Linked DNA regions of Mus musculus: region 2 is linked to region 1. A link is a contact called in public promoter capture Hi-C data. All regions are on one chromosome and are shown on one strand. The core of a region is the stretch at or near the end of the contact, and the rest is flanking DNA. Distances in the headings are between cores, read along the strand shown. Region 1 holds the start of Rtkn (rhotekin). Region 2 holds the start of Vamp1 (vesicle-associated membrane protein 1).

Evidence for each region. Promoter capture Hi-C pulls out the DNA fragments that hold promoters and counts their contacts.
Region 2: a contact with region 1 is called in a promoter capture Hi-C map of maxillary cranial neural crest. The contact joins the promoter of Vamp1 here to the promoter of Rtkn in region 1. A contact is called at or near these places in 3 of 39 promoter capture datasets (cranial neural crest, maxillary cranial neural crest and pre-B cells) and 1 of 9 other capture datasets (adipose tissue).

What each region holds. Positions count from the first base shown.
Region 1 is chr6:83,134,347-83,138,592 of GRCm38.p6, reverse strand. It overlaps Rtkn (rhotekin), which reads right to left and starts at 2,785. Exons shown (of 12, transcript NM_001136227.1): 1 at 2,534-2,785. The coding sequence starts at 2,644.
Region 2 is chr6:125,213,341-125,217,338 of GRCm38.p6, reverse strand. It overlaps Vamp1 (vesicle-associated membrane protein 1), which reads right to left and starts at 1,758. Exons shown (of 5, transcript NM_009496.3): 1 at 1,612-1,758. The coding sequence starts at 1,613.

The DNA.
Region 1 (4,246 bases), core at 1,536-4,035:
GGCCTGGAACTCACTCTTGCTTCTACTTTCCAAGTGCCAGAATTACATGCATTTGCCCCTGCAACGCAGTTCATGCAGTGCCCAGGCTGCTGAGAGTCAAACCCAGAACTTTGTCCGTGTCAAACAGGCAGGCGCTCTACCATGGGAGCCACATCCTTAGCCCTTCATAATGTTCATTCTGGTCAGAGAAGTGGGCTTTGATCCCCAAACGTATTCAACACATTGTATACAAAACCACCTATCCCAGCTGTGGGCGGGCCCTACCGGGCCCTGCCCCCCTCCCTCATTAGCCCCACTAAGGCTGAGACAGCACAGGAAGCACGTTGTCCAGGGGTCGGGGCATTACCTCCAGGCTGAGTGCCATCTGCCGGATGTAGAGCATATTGAGGTCCTCCAGGATGCGCAATCTGTCCTGCATCTCTGTGTCCCCTAAAGCCCCTTCCCTTGCTGCCCGGAGAGAGGCCAGGTAGGCACCACGTTGTCCCACAGTTCCTCCTCCCACTGCTCCCCGGGCTCGAGAGAGGTGTCCAGCTCTGGGACAGAATGCAGAGTCTGTCCCTGTCCCTCTGCAGTCCTGTTAGACCCCTTTGGCTTCTGTGACAAAAGTTTCTCTCCTAGCGCTGTTCCAAGGCCTTGGTAGGAGCCAAGCAGAGGAGGAAAGAAAGTGAGGTAAGAATGAGCAGGGGTTCCTGGGAGGAGAGGCCAGCTGCAGAGGGGGCTCTGGGCACAGAGTGTCCAGCCTGGAGTTGGTGGCAGCTGTTCTCCCAGCTGTGGAAGAAAAAGGCCCTTTCATTCCCATTTTGGCCCCTCCCCCGCTCCCGCCCACATCTCTGGCCTGGCCGATCGAGAATGTGCGTGCTGCGAGGGCAGTGAGGGGCAGGCACAGCTGGAAGGGGGCAGGGAAGGGACGCCTCCTGCTGATTCTACGGAATCCTGAGGCTTGACGGGAGATCAGAACCGACCGAGGGAGTTCTGGCTTAGTTTGAGAAAAGTTAGCGACAGAAGTGAGGACATGAGGCGACTTGAGCCCAGGGAATGGGACAAAGGGGTGAGTCTGTAATGCAGCCCAGCTCCCAGGGTCACCCCTTCCAATGCCGGCCCCCATCCAGCACGCCCCACCCTGGGCTCACAATTACCTCGCTTTTCCAGCAGAAGGGAGGAGAGAGAGAGGGAGAAAGTCAGGGGTGTGCCTGGCTGCTGCTGGCCCTGATCCCCTCTCGGGGCCCCTTCCCTTCCAGACAGGAAACCAGCCCCGGGTCCCAGCCAGCTGCAGGGCTGTCCCCCACCCCCCTACTCCGGGACCGTGGAGTCACACTCAACCCGGCGGCAGGCCTGGCCCAGCAGCTCCGCCCCGACTCCTCAGCTATGGCTCCCAAGGCCTGGCATATCCTTGCAAGGCTCAGGAACACGAGCCCTCCTCCAGGTCCCCAACCTCGCCCCTGACTCCCCGACGCTGGCCACGCGCGGGTTCCTTGGGTCTAAGTTGCTGGGGCGGGAGGATGACAAAACCCTCCACTCTCTTCTGACTCAGAGAAAGCTTGGGACTGCGGGACACGGGCGTGAAAAGAGCCTTTGTTCTGGGCAGCCTAGAAGGAAAGGGCAAAAGCCAGGCCTGGAATCCCAGGCGGGAGGGGGGTGCACTGCTGGAAGAACCACCACGCTTAACCCTTCCCGGGCCAGTGAGGGATACAGACTTTAAACTGGGACCTCCTTGAGCATGTGGGAAGATGACCTTGGGGACATAAGTCTCTTTGGGGTGGCCAAGCCCCTCTCATTTCTGACTTAGCCATGTGCCTCCAGTGCCTCTCCAGTTTAGAGATTTAAGCATAGGGCTCAGAACGTGCTGACAGGGATACTCTGCTGCTGCTGCTGCTGCTGCTGCTGGTAGTGGTGGTAGTGGTGGTAGTGGTGGTAGTGGTGGTAGTGGTGGTGTGGTGACTCAGGCTAGAGGCTAGAGACTCTTCTTAGGCCCGAGAAGGGAGGTGGAAAGTTGGGTGTGACCACACACACACACACACACACACAGAGAGAGAGAGAGAGAGAGAGAGAGAGAGAGAGAGAGAGAGAGACATGTTGCCCTCCAGGAGTAACAGGGCATTGGGAGGACTTCAGACAAGTTACAGAACTGTGGAGACAACGGAGGTTGGCCTAGGGGGTCCGCACAGAGTGTGGGATGCTACTGGTAGCTGGGAACCGGCTGGGAACCAAAACAAAATTTCAAGTATTGGAGGATGCCTGGCTGCCCAATGTCCTTGGCCCAGGATACTAGAGGGACCTGGGTTTAGGCACAGTTAGGGAATTTAGAGCCTCTCGTGTGGACGCTAATCGGGACTTTTTAAGGCAGAGGCAAATTACCTCAACCAGGCAAGGCATGGCTTATACAGATCAGATGGACCCGCACCCTGTCCACACCTGGATTTCCAAGTCAACAACTTGAGCTAGAATAGACCCAGATCCTGGCGCGCCCAGGAGTCGGGGTGGCCAGGGCTACCTGCCAGAGCTGGGAGGGGAAGGCAGGGACGCGGCCTCTCACCTCCGGCGACTCGCTGAAGAAACTAAGTCGGAAGCGGCCGCGTTTGAACTCCATCTCCAGGGCGGAGCCCCTGGCCACTGTGATCCGACTCCGATGGTTTCGAGAGAACATGCTGGCAGCCCCTTGCCCAGTACGCTCCTGGGATCAGTCTCTCGCGGGCTTGGGCTCCGGTCCCTCGACGGCCGCCCTCCTACCAGTACAGCCGGGAATCTCCCCCAGCTGCCCGGTTCCCAAACCCCGCCCCCGGAGACGACACCTGGGCTGGGCAGGGCGCGGCACCCTCCTCTTCCACCCCCGCTAAAGTCCCGGCCCGTACTCGGGTGCCAAGCCAGTTTGGGTCGACAGTTTCATTGCCAGAGGCACCCTAAAGCACTCCAGCAGTGCCTGAGAGCTTCCATCCTTTCGGCTGGATTAGCTCACCAGCACTTGGGGCGGGTCCCCAAATCCCCTCCTCTGCAGCACCCCCCTCCCTACCTGTCAAACTGGTGTCCTGGAGCTCGGAAAACACCGGTAGTCACACTGCACTTTCTGGTTCTAGCTTGACTTGGGACCGCCCAAGTCTCACTTCTACAGTTGAATGCTTCTCTCTCCCATTCAGACTCCCCTGCATGGCTACCTGTCCATCCACAATGGCCTCGATTCATAAGGGGGAGGAACTTGACATTCCACTTACTTCCCTATGGGACCACAGAACTTTGGTCTAACCACTGAGCTTTCTAGTCTATTCGGTAAGGATATTGCAGTCTCAGTTGCTATGAAAATCGTACATGGGACCAACCTTGAGGCCGTCACAGGGAAAGTGCCCTATAAGCAGAGCTGAGGAGCAGATCCCAGAGCACTGGGCCCTCAGCAGCAAGCTTCAGCCCTCCGGACCCAGAGCTGGAGTGTCTTCAGACTATTACGTAAGGACTGGCTGCTTGCTGGATAGCAGGGTCCAGGTTCCTCACTCCCTGCCCTTACAGGAAGATGGCTCCCTTCTCTCTCCACCAGAGCTCACTAAGACTGGCTCACAGGCTGACTACCCACACTGGGTCTCCTGGAGGCTTCAGAACTGGCTGGGTAGACTTTGCAGCAGGGTGGGGCTACTACAGAGCAGGTGAGCAGAAGGCAGCTCAGAAGCACTGTGCTATACAGCAAGTGACTCAATAGCCTTTTAGAAAGTGGACTTAAAATCCCTTCAGCAAAGTGACTTGGGGGACCGGGCACTGGCGTATATACACCTGATAAATCAAAGGTCAGGCTTTGGTGGGTATCACTTAACTAGGTATCCAGTCACAAAGATGTGTTGTACACACACACACACACACACACACACACACAGAGAGAGAGAGAGAGAGAGAGAGAGAGAGAGAGAGAGAGAGTTTCCTTTACTTCACTTTCATTTTGCTCTTACCCTCAACAGCATAAGATTGCTGTCAAAAATTCTGGGACTACATCTTCTCAGACTTAATTCAACTAAAAAAAGAAAAAGAAAAGAAGAGAAAAAGAACATCTGTGGATTAAGGCTTTTAAACAAGTCTGGGATTCACACCCAGCCATTTGAGATCATTCAATTCAAGTGCCCACACACACACACACGTACATACACACAAAAAGGAAAAAAATTGCTGAGGCCAGATGATTGACTAGACCTGAACTTTGACTAAGAGTCATGCATGCTTGCTGGTCACACCTGAGTGACTTGTGCCCTCCTAGAGAGCAACTAGAACCCAG
Region 2 (3,998 bases), core at 509-3,008, about 42 Mb before region 1:
CGCTTCTCGGCCTTTTGGCTAAGATCAAGATGTAGAAGCCCCTCAGAAAGACTCTATTAGCAGATTACACCAGCTTCTTCCACTTAAAGGGCCGCTTTCCCATTTCCTTCCTAAACATAGAGGAATCTGCAAAGCCATGGGAGCCACAGGATCTGCACTGCTACTGAGCTAGCTAAGCAATCTAGTTCTAGACCAGAGGGAGGGATTTCAATGAGTTGGTAGCAGCTAGTGTTGGAAGGTGTCCAGGATGGTGGCACCAATGACAAGATTAAGGTCAGAGACCTCGTGATTCCCTGCTAGCCACCATGCTTTCTCAACCTCCTTCCAAACATCACACATGAAACTACCTGCAGCCAGTCAACTAAGAAGGACCCCTCCCCTCCCCTAAACATCTAGATCTATGGGCTTGTAAAAACTGCACAGAATGTTAATGCAGAGAACGGATAAAATGGCTGTGAAGCTTTGGAGAACTCACTTTATTTACTATTTGTGGCAGGTAGAAACACTCCACCCTAACCTATTCAGGGAGTTATAACCCTTATGTAATACAAAATCCTGCCCCCCTTTTGCCAATAGAGGCAACACAAGCAGAGTGTAGTGGTGCACACCTTTAATCCCAGCACTTGGAAGCCAGGGGCAGGTGGATCTCTGAGTTCAAGGCCAGCCTTGTCTATAGAGGGAATTCTGAGACAGCCAGGGGTACACAGAGAAACCCTATATGGAAAAGCCAAACAAAGAAGGGGGATAGAGAGAGCGAGGAAGAGGGAGAGAGAGAGGAAGAGGGAGAGAGAGAGGAAGAGGGAACAAACACAAATAAATCTAGCACCAGGCAAGAGATTCAGATAATAAATGAAAAGAAAGAAAATTCTTCATTGTGTGTATGTGATCCTAAAGGGAAGTTCTTAATTTATCTGGCCACAGAAGGGGATGATGCCAAAAAGAGCTAAAGGCTAAACTATGTGTTTTGGATAAAATGAAGAATTCACTGTTCTCCCTATTTCTCCTCCAATATTTATTTGGCTAGGACTTGATCACTGGAAATCGCCTTAGCATAAACAGCTGCATTAAGATTTCATACCACTGTCCCCTGAGACTTTCTGAGCTACTCGCAAGGCGCCACAGAACTAGCAAGTTAAGTTTCTGCAGCTTTGCTCACAGCCATGAGGCAGGTACATCACACTCTGGGTGAGGGGCATGCATAACGCAGAGACTGCGGGCACTCCAAGTCAAGAATGGACAGGAACACCTATAAGTCTTCCCAGAGGCTTTAAGAGTCTGTCAAACAAGAAAGGGTCTCCGAGTTTCCTGTCTGAATCTATACCTCCCCCACTTTTTCCCCTTTGGGGTTCCACGATACAAAGACAAGAGGGGAGGGTGCGGTGTACGTGGGACCCCCGCGCCCTCGCCCTGCCATGGAGTGCCAGCTGCAGTTGGTGCGGGATGGAGCGCTGCCCGCAGTCCGGGGTGGCCCGGTCTGGGGGCGGCGCGAGCTGGTGGTTCCCGGCGTCGCCGCAGCTGCTGCAATGCGCCATTTCCCGTCCCGCAGAGTCGGACACTGCGGGGGAGAGTCGGTAAAGAGGTGTCGAGGACCCTAGAGCAGAGTCAACTCACATTTTTCTGAAAGAGGAAGTGGAGGTCCGTCCCCTCTCTGGAGAATGCAACGAGACGGGCAGGGAGACACTGCGGCTGAAGCAGACGGAACTGTCGAGCGCCGCCTCACACGAAACACCCGGAACTCTAACTGCGGTGGAACTTACTGCAGGTGCAGGGCCGGCTCTCGGCTTTATTAGACATGACCACGCCTCTCGGATGATGTCAAAACCTCCAGGTCCAATCCTCGTGAGAAATGGCCTGCTAGTCCCGCCCCCACAACTACAGCAATTACCATTGTCCTCTTATTTCTATTTCTTCACTGACCAATACAAAAGTGGCTTGCTTAAAGTCCAGCTCAAACTCTGTCTCCGCCGCTGAGTTAGACCTTTTATGGTGCCTACCAGCCAATCGCTGAGCTGGAGACTGCTGTCATTCTTACCGCTCCCGCCCACAGCACCTGGCAGAAGGAAACCCAAGTGACTTAGACGCTGGAATCCAACTGGCTGCGAGGTTCAGCAGTGAATGCATATTCATGAAGTCCTTGGCCACAGGACCACCCCGTCACCATCCCTGCCTGAGACCATAAAACCCACATTCTTCATTCTTCTCTTCCCTATCACGAACTTCATCCCTAAACCTGTTAACACAGCGACTTAGTTAACCCAGCCCAGAAACCTGAACTAAAGTAGACTTCCCTATTTTATGTTTATGCTTTGTTTTGTTTTTTGAGACCTCTCTCTATAGATAGATAGATAGATAGATAGATAGATAGATAGATAGATAGATAGATATAGATATATACATATATACAGATATATAGATACACACACACATATATATGTGTGTATATATATATATATACACACATATATGTATATATATATACACACACATTATGCGTATGTATGTGTGTGTGTGTATATATATATATATATATATATATATATATATATATATACACACACACACACATATGTATATATATATTATGGTACAAGTTTCTGCCTGCATCTATGCATGCTTGGGTGCCCTTGGAGGCCAGAGGAGGGTTATTCCCTAGATGGTTTTGAGTATATGTGAGTGCTGGGAACCAAACCCTCTGCAAAAGCAATATGCTCCCTCCACCACTGAGCCATCTCTCTCCAGCCCCAGCCCTTTCCTCTTTACTCCTCCTCCAAAATCTAAGTAGAATCAATTTTTCCTTCTCAATACTTAAAGACGTTTCTTCTCTCTTCCAGTAGAATCCCTTTCCTAGACATCAGTTGTAAAATTCAACATTATTTTATGCTTCACAGCTTTAAAGGAATCTATAGCTGTGGTTGCGTTTTCCTAGCCTTAGAATTCTTATTTTACATTTAGTGGAAGCTTAGGTTTTGGATGCAGTGTAAATGTTTATATCTTAGGCATCCATGCAAAAGGAAAGAGAACATAGTAACATTAATAGGACAGTTACAACTTGACGTTCAGAGACTCTTTTCCCAGCAGAAACAGAGGCTTGTGTAGTCCAGGCTGGCTTCAAACATGAAATGTAGTCAAGAATGACCTTGAAATTCTGGTCCTCCTACTTCTGCCTCCTGAATGCTAGGACTGCAGAAGTTTACCACCATGCCCAGTTTTCTGCAGCGCTGGTCAGCGTACTCTGTTCCTTTTGCATGCTAGGCATTCACTCTGCCAACTGAGCTCCATCCCCATCCCCCAGAGACTAACTCTCAGGCAATCATGTGTTTCACTCAGATGTCCACATGTTGGTGTCCTGTGTGCAAGCGTTTACGTCTTTGGAGATGCATGCAGCATTTCATTACTGGACAGGACATACTCCTTTTCTCCCTCTGGAACTTCCTTTCAAGGGCCTGGCATTCATTCTGCAAGTTGTGACATTTTGATGTTCATGAGCAGGTATGACAAATACAGTGTGGGTAGAGCCTGACTAAGCTACAGCAAAATTTCTGCCAAATGGCAAAAGAAAGACGGAACGGAAAAGGGGGGACAATTCTAGATTCAAGCCTGTGTCCAGTCTTGTTACCGGGTACCTACCTAATTACCACAAATGCCATTCACGGCTATTTTTCTTCTCTAAACTTGTTACTTTAGATCTGACCCCTGCCCTGTTTTTTATTCTGTTGCACTTTACAATTGATGATTTTGGTTTTGATTTTGGATTTCAAGACACGGTTTCTCTGTGTAGTCCTGGGTGTTCTGGAACTCGCTTTGTAAAGCAGGCTGACTTCATACTCAGAGATCCGCCTGCCTCTGCCTCCTGAGTGCTGGGATTAAATGTGGGCATTACTGCTGCCCGCTTTTAGATCATTTTGCCTCATGGCAGGTATGACTTGGTTTGGTTTTCTGCCGTATTCCCACCTCAGCCCCCCCAGCCCCCGCCAAGTGCTGGGATGACACTGAATAGG